2 separate regions of the Hordeum vulgare genome follow, and region 2 is linked to region 1. Evidence: chromatin contacts called from public Hi-C data. All regions are on one chromosome and are shown on one strand. The core of a region is the stretch at or near the end of the contact, and the rest is flanking DNA. Distances in the headings are between cores, read along the strand shown. Region 1 holds the start of LOC123425529. Region 2 has its middle 140 kb from the start of LOC123425873.

What was found. A called contact is a pair of places that touch in the nucleus more often than the background predicts.
Region 2: a Hi-C map of leaf shows a contact between it and region 1, with 4 times the contacts expected there. The contact joins the enhancer-like site here to the promoter of LOC123425529 in region 1. A contact is called at or near these places in 2 of 6 Hi-C or Micro-C datasets (leaf and seedling).

Annotation. Positions count from the first base shown.
Region 1 is chr2H:133,204,303-133,207,622 of MorexV3_pseudomolecules_assembly, reverse strand. LOC123425529 reads left to right here and starts at 1,521. Exons shown (of 2, transcript XM_045109219.1): 1 at 1,521-1,738; 2 at 2,130-3,320. The coding sequence starts at 2,167.
Region 2 is chr2H:133,746,200-133,749,519 of MorexV3_pseudomolecules_assembly, reverse strand. No RefSeq gene overlaps it. Among protein-coding and RNA genes, the nearest start is that of LOC123425873, 140 kb to the right of the region's middle. Within about 2 kb of position 1,584, at least 2 of the 3 cell types and tissues checked have open chromatin away from gene starts, as enhancers often do. A contact at or near this core is called in leaf, where this site is marked.

The DNA.
Region 1 (3,320 bases), core at 272-2,771:
CCAATTTAAGTTTGTTTGTATTTTTTTTAAATCTAACCTATTATTTAACGTCATCCGCTGTGGTGTAGGTATACACATCCTATTTCCACTTCCTGTGCCGATAGGGTTTAGGTTAATACAACGGTGTAGTTTAACACCGTTGGCATGTATAAGTGGCTACCGTCAGAGAAAGTGACGGTAGAGTGTGTATACCTATCGTCACCATCGGATGTTCATACAATTAATTTCTTTCTGATGGAATTAACTGTCTGAACACCCTACTGTCACCTGTTGTCTGTGTCGGTAGATATACACACCCTATCGTCACAAGGAGTGGTGATAGCAACTTATCTACGTCAGTGAGATCAAACGACGTCGTCTGTGTTGATTCGAACTCTATCGCTGCAGAAAGTAACGGTAGAATGTACTCCCTCCGTTCCTAAATATAAGTCTTTTAAGCAATTTCACTATGTGTCTACATACGGAGCAAAATGATTAAATGTACACTTTAAAATATGTCTATATACATCCGTATGTAGTCCACTAGTGAAATCGCTTAAAAGACTTATATTTAAGAACGGAGGGAGTATATACCTACACCACAACGGAGGTAGGAAAACGATCAGATCCGATATTCTTACACAAACAGGATCACATCAGACTAAACTATAAAAAAGATCAAAACAGTAAAATCGTCCTCTCGCGGCAGCCGCCGGAGCGAGCGAGCGAGGGGTCGATGGGCCGGTGAGGGCGGGCGAGGAATGATGGCGGCCGCAGAAGCGGATGATATCTACTTTGAAAACTCTGCGCAAGCGTGCGGCCGCGCCGGGCCCCCCGCTGACAGCGACGCGCCCCACCACACCCACCCGCGCGAACTCTCTCCTCCTTCCTTCCTCTTCCCCTCCCTCCGGCCCGCCCAGACGGTTCCCGTCAATTTCAATTCGAAACAAAAACGAAACGCAGCCTCCCATCAAAAAGCTTTGCCATCCCTAAAAAAATATATCAAAAAGCTTTGCCGCGCGCGGAGGTGGAGGCGTCCCATTGGCTGGTCCCGTCACGCGCTGCGGCCAGCCACAAGGCTCCAAGCCCAGGCCGCTTGCGCTCGCAGAATCACTTTGACTTTTCGGCGCTGTGGAAACTTGAAAGACCAGCGCAACAAAGCGCCCCCCGCCCGCCTGCGACCCGAGCCCACGCCGCGCGACCCCTTTTCCCCGCCCTTTCCCGTATTTTCCACCCGTATATGCGTCTGGTTCTCTAAAGCCACGGCGGCACGCAATTTTCTACTATCTCCCCACAACATGCGCAGTCGCCTGACGGCTAAGTGTGCGGTCGCGATACTGCCCATCGTATACTAATCTGAATAATCTAAATCTAAGCATGCCAATAATACCACCGATTAAACAAACTAATTATCATCATGCCTGTAGGAGTAGATTAGGCTGCTGTGCTGTGGTCTGAGGAGGATGGCTGGCTGGCTGGTAAGGCCAAGCCAAACTAGGCAATAAAAGCGAGCGTAGTTAGGTAAAGGGTGTAGTCCTCCCGTAGAAAAGAAAGGCCAAGGGCGGGCAGGGGGCTATAAAAAAATCTCGTGCTACTGCCCTAATTCCCTTTGGACTTTGGCGTTATATCCATCCTCGAGCCCCTCCCGACTCTCAGCCTCACCCTGCCCGCTGCTCTCTCCTCCGCGCCTGATTCCAGTGGTGCTGCTGCTTCTTCTCAAATCTCCAGGACAGACCAGACACACACACAGGGACACAGGGTAAGGTAAGCATGCTCTGAGTTTCCTCCCCTCGTGTGTGCTTCCATGTTTTCCGTGGGATTTGAGCCCTTGCTCTCTTGCGCTTTCCCTTGGTTGTGATGAGATGGGGGACCTGTGCATCGATCGACCTCTCCCTAGCATGTAAAATCTGTTACGGAGTTCTTTATCCCCGGTTGCTGTTTGAGTAGTCGATTGAATCGAGTTGGCTGGTGTGCAGTTCCGGTTTGGTTCGCTGTAGGAGTAGTATAATCATCTGCCGACAGTTCCTTGTCTCCAACTTGCGCACCTAATCTTGGATTTTGACCATTCAGCTGCTCTCCCACCTGTGTTCCGAAATTAACGCCAATCTTGTATGGATTTCATTTGATTCGTGTTTGTTTCTTGGTTACAGTTGCGGAGCAGCTAGCGGCGGAGGTGCTTTCTTCGTCATGGAGTCGCAGCAGCAGCAGCAGCAGATGGAGGCGGTTTCTGCGCCGGCCGCCGCTACGAACGGGGGCGGGGAGCTGATCGGGTACGTGGACGTGCACGTGCGGAGCGCGCGGGACATTCAGAACATCTGCATCTACCACAAGCAGGATGTGTACGCGCGCCTGTCGCTGCCGGGGGAGGGCGCGCCGGCGGCCTCCACGCAGGTAATCAATGGCGGAGGCCGCAACCCGGTGTTTGACCAGTCGGTGCGCGTCGGCGTGCGCGCGGGGGACGTCGACGCCGCGCTCCGCTGCGAGGTCTGGATGCTCAGCCGGGTCAAGAATTACCTGCAGGACCAGCTGCTGGGGTTCGCGCTCGTGCCGCTCCCGGACGTCGTCGCCGCCGAGGGCGGCACGCTCGCGCGCGAATTCCCGCTCTCCACCAACGACCTCTTCCACTCCCCGGCCGGCTTCTTGGAGCTCGAGCTCTCTTACATCGGGGTCGTGCCCGATGTCATTCCCGTCTCGCCCACGCCCAAGCCTGCGCTGGCCGACCCGGACGAGGCCGAGAACGCCGGCGACGGAGCCGGCGCTGGCGCAGGGAAAGACTACGAGAATATGGAGTTCCCTGACATGAATCTTGTGGAGGAAAACCAGATTATGCTCTCGGAATATGTTGGTCTGCCGTGCACGGCCATGGAAACGCAGAGCTCCGAGAGCCTCCTGACCTCAGAGGACGTGGATGGCGCCGCCACCGAGTCCCACGACGCCGGCGTGCGAGTTGTGCAGAGCTTCTCGACGGACTACAGCACCGCCGACTCCTCGGCCGGCGCCTTCCGGAGCGAGACGGCAGTCAGCAGCGTGTCCACCACGGAGTCCCCGGCCGCGGCCGTCCCGGCTACCCCGCAGTCCAACCCGTCCGAGCCGTCAGGAAACGCCCTCTCCTCAGCAGGCCAGAAGGAGAAGGCCTCAGACGCGGCGGACGCGGCGGAGGTCGATTCGTCTCACACCGTTCAGGAGAGCCCGGCGGTGAACTCACCCAGCACTGTGTCTGAGAACGCGGTGGACAAACCTCCGCCGGCGATGAGCTTCAACTTCGAGCAGGAGGTGCAAGTGAACCAGAAGGAGATCATGGACATGTACATGAAGAGCATGCAGCAGTTCACGGAGTCGCT
Region 2 (3,320 bases), core at 335-2,834, 540 kb before region 1:
CTTGAAAGGTATCATCGGGGCGTAACTTTTTCATATATATTTTATTCTCTAATTCCCTACAGTTTGAGAGTAATATTAAATTTACTAAGAAAACAGAATTCTGTTTTTTAAGATTATCGATTTTTTGTACGTTTTTTGCTGCAGTTTATAAGCGGTTCATTGGAACGAGGCGTACGATACAAAGTTGAAAAACTGTGGAATAAGAGCAATTTTCATACGTTGGTCATTTGTTAAGATTCCTTATGGTTGTAAATGAATTTTGAAAACAATGCCACTGTCTACGTGTTGCAGCGAGCGTATTTTCATAAAAAAAATTCAAACCGCTCGTCGGAACGAAGCAAATGATACAGTGTTGAAATGATATCGATGAGGCGCAACTTTTTCATGTAGAACATCCTCCTAATTCATTATAGTTTAAGAACAGTTTTGAAATTATCGACGCGTTTATGATTTGAAAATGTTCATGATTTGAAATTACCCTAATTCATACGTTCCTCAAATTTTGTTCACCAATTCTAAAAATGTTCATGATTCGAAAATGTTCAGGAATTTTAGAAAAAATTCTTCATCTTTTTAGAATAGTTTTTTTTAAATGTACGTAAATTCAAAAAATGTTCGTGTTTCAAAAAGTGTACATAAGTTGAAAAATATTCTCAGTTCAAAAATTATTTACAAATTTCAAAAAATGTTACTTTTTTCATAAATTGGTCACAATATTCATAAAATATTCTTGTTTTCACATTTTTATAAAAAATGTTCCTGTTTTACAAAAAACATTTCTATTTGTTTTTAATTTATTCACAAATTGAAAACAATTCAAACTTTGTTCAGCAATTCTAAAAATGTTGGGGAGTTTTCGAAAATGTTCTTCATTTTCTAAATAATGTTTCCCTTTTCAAAAAATGTACGTAAATTCAAAAACAATTGTGTTTCAAACAGTATACATATGTTGAAAAAATGTTCCTGCTTCAAATATTGTTTACATATTTCAAAATAATTTATTTTTTTTAAACATGTTCTAAGTTTTTAAAATGCTCCTGTTAATAAATTTCTTTGTGTTTTTAAAATTTCTTTAGATATTCAATAAAATTTCAATTATAACCTGTGTTTGTAAATACGAAAGCTGTTTAAGTTTCAGAAAGTCAAAAAACTTCAAAATGGTAAGATTTTTGAAAAAAGAGAAAGAGAAACACAATAGAACATAAAGAATAAGAGAAAAAAGAAAAAATGAAAAGGAAAATAAGTAAATAAAAATAGAAAAGAAAACAAGCTGATTAACTGGCCCGGTACAGTCGATTCGCTAGCGGCAGTGGCCCAGTCGCTTTTCCCCGGCCTATGCGAAGCTACAGCTATTGAAGGCACAATGCATCCAATAGAAGGTCCTGCGCGTTTGTTCCCGTTGGCCGCACTTTTTTTTGTGAAATATTACTAGCCAACAACAAAAAGAAAGAAAAATGGGCGTCCGTTTGCAATTTTCGAAGAAACAAACGTCTCAAGCACCGAATATACGATTAGTGCTGTGCAATTCCTATATGACGCCCCATGCGGCAGGTTAACGTTGAACCGGACATGCATGGAGATAGCGATGCTATAATTGGCCGACCATTTAGGGCACGCTTGGATTGTCGGTTTGGTTCCAATACCTGTGTATAATTGCTACAGACCTCATATGGTCGTTTTTATTTTAGCCAAAAATCGCACTACAACCGTTAATATACACTTATAAAACAATTTACATACGGTTCTGGTCTTGGGAACCTTTGTGGACGATTTTTGGAACTTTCCAGAAGGTTCTTCAACCAGTTTTATGTTCGTTCTTTCTTTAGTGTATTCTTTGTTTTCCATTTTTTTTGTTTTCTAAAGAATACAAATTTTCAAAAATATCAACAATCTTTGAAGAATCTTCAATATTAAAAAATTGCTTCTCTTAGAACGTTGCTAATCTAATCATCAAAACATATGCTACAATTAGTAGTGGACATGTATAAATGCTAAAATTAATTAATTAGTACGGTAGTATGCGAGGGGATGGTGGACTATGTATAACCAACCCATTGGTAGGGTGTGTTTGCTTGCACAGATATTCTCCGAATGACAAGGATATCCCTTCTATGTGAGGGATGCCATTTGTTTGGATCCGAGGCGAGGAAGGACAAGGGTAGCCACATGCTAAGAATATTTCCTCAAAAAGGGGATGGGGTCAACCGCCCAAAACGGGGGGTCGCCGCAGCATCCCTCCTCTCCGCCCTCCGCGGCGCCGGCCGCTCCTCTCCGCCCTCCGGGCCACCCGCCGCTCCTCTCCGTCGTCCGCGCCACCCGCCGCTCCACTCCGCCCTCCGCGTCGCCTTTCGTTCCTCTCCTTCCTCCGCGTCGTCGGCCGCTCCTCTCCTACCTCCGCGCCGCCGGCCGCTCCTCTTCGCCTTGCGCGCCGCCGTCCATTCCTCTCCTTTCATCGCGTCGTCGGCCGCTCCTCTCCTACCTCCGCGCCGTCGGCCGCTCCTCTCCGCCCTCCGCGTCGCCGGTCGCTCCTCTTCGCCGTGCGCGCCGCCGTCCATTCTTCTCCTTCCTTCGCGCCGTCGGCCGCTCCTCTCCTACCTCCGCGCCGCCGGCCGCTCCTCTCCGCCCTCCGCGACGCAGCTCCTCCCCTTCCTCTCTCACCAGTCGGCCGTCTCCTTCCTCCGCGCTGCCGCTCCTCCCCTTCCTCTGTTACCAGCTGATCGTCTCCTTCCTCCGCGCCGCCACTCCTCCCCTTCATTTATATCCCTCAAACCAAACAGAACATGGGATAACACCATCCTTTCAACCAAACAAAAAAATGGCTATCCCTAACTAGGTGGTTGGGAATGCCCTTAACCACCCTAGCATGTCCCTACAACCAAACGCACATAAATACATATATGCAAGAACACTATGGCGAAGAAGATTAGAGGTTTTACCTCCATCGTGAGGGGGCTGAACCTGAATACTTCCACATGTTATCCCCCCATGCGTCTCGAGGCTTTGTTCCTCCCCCTCTCTTTCTATCAAAATTCACACCACGATAGTTATGACGAGTGTCGATGACGCCCGCAGCACGAGAGCTCACCATTGTTTATTTTTTTACTACAAAAGTCGTCTAAAACTACTATCCATTTGATCTAGATCATGTGCCTCGGGGGCGTTTGTTGGGATTTCAATCCCAGCGTTCGCCAGATAGTTTTACCATAAAAGAAAAGCATAACATATATACGTGGCTAAGAACATATATAGATGGACCTCTTAAACCCGTGTCAAACGTTTGGACGGGACGTTCGGTTGTCAAACGTGTGGACAAGACGTTC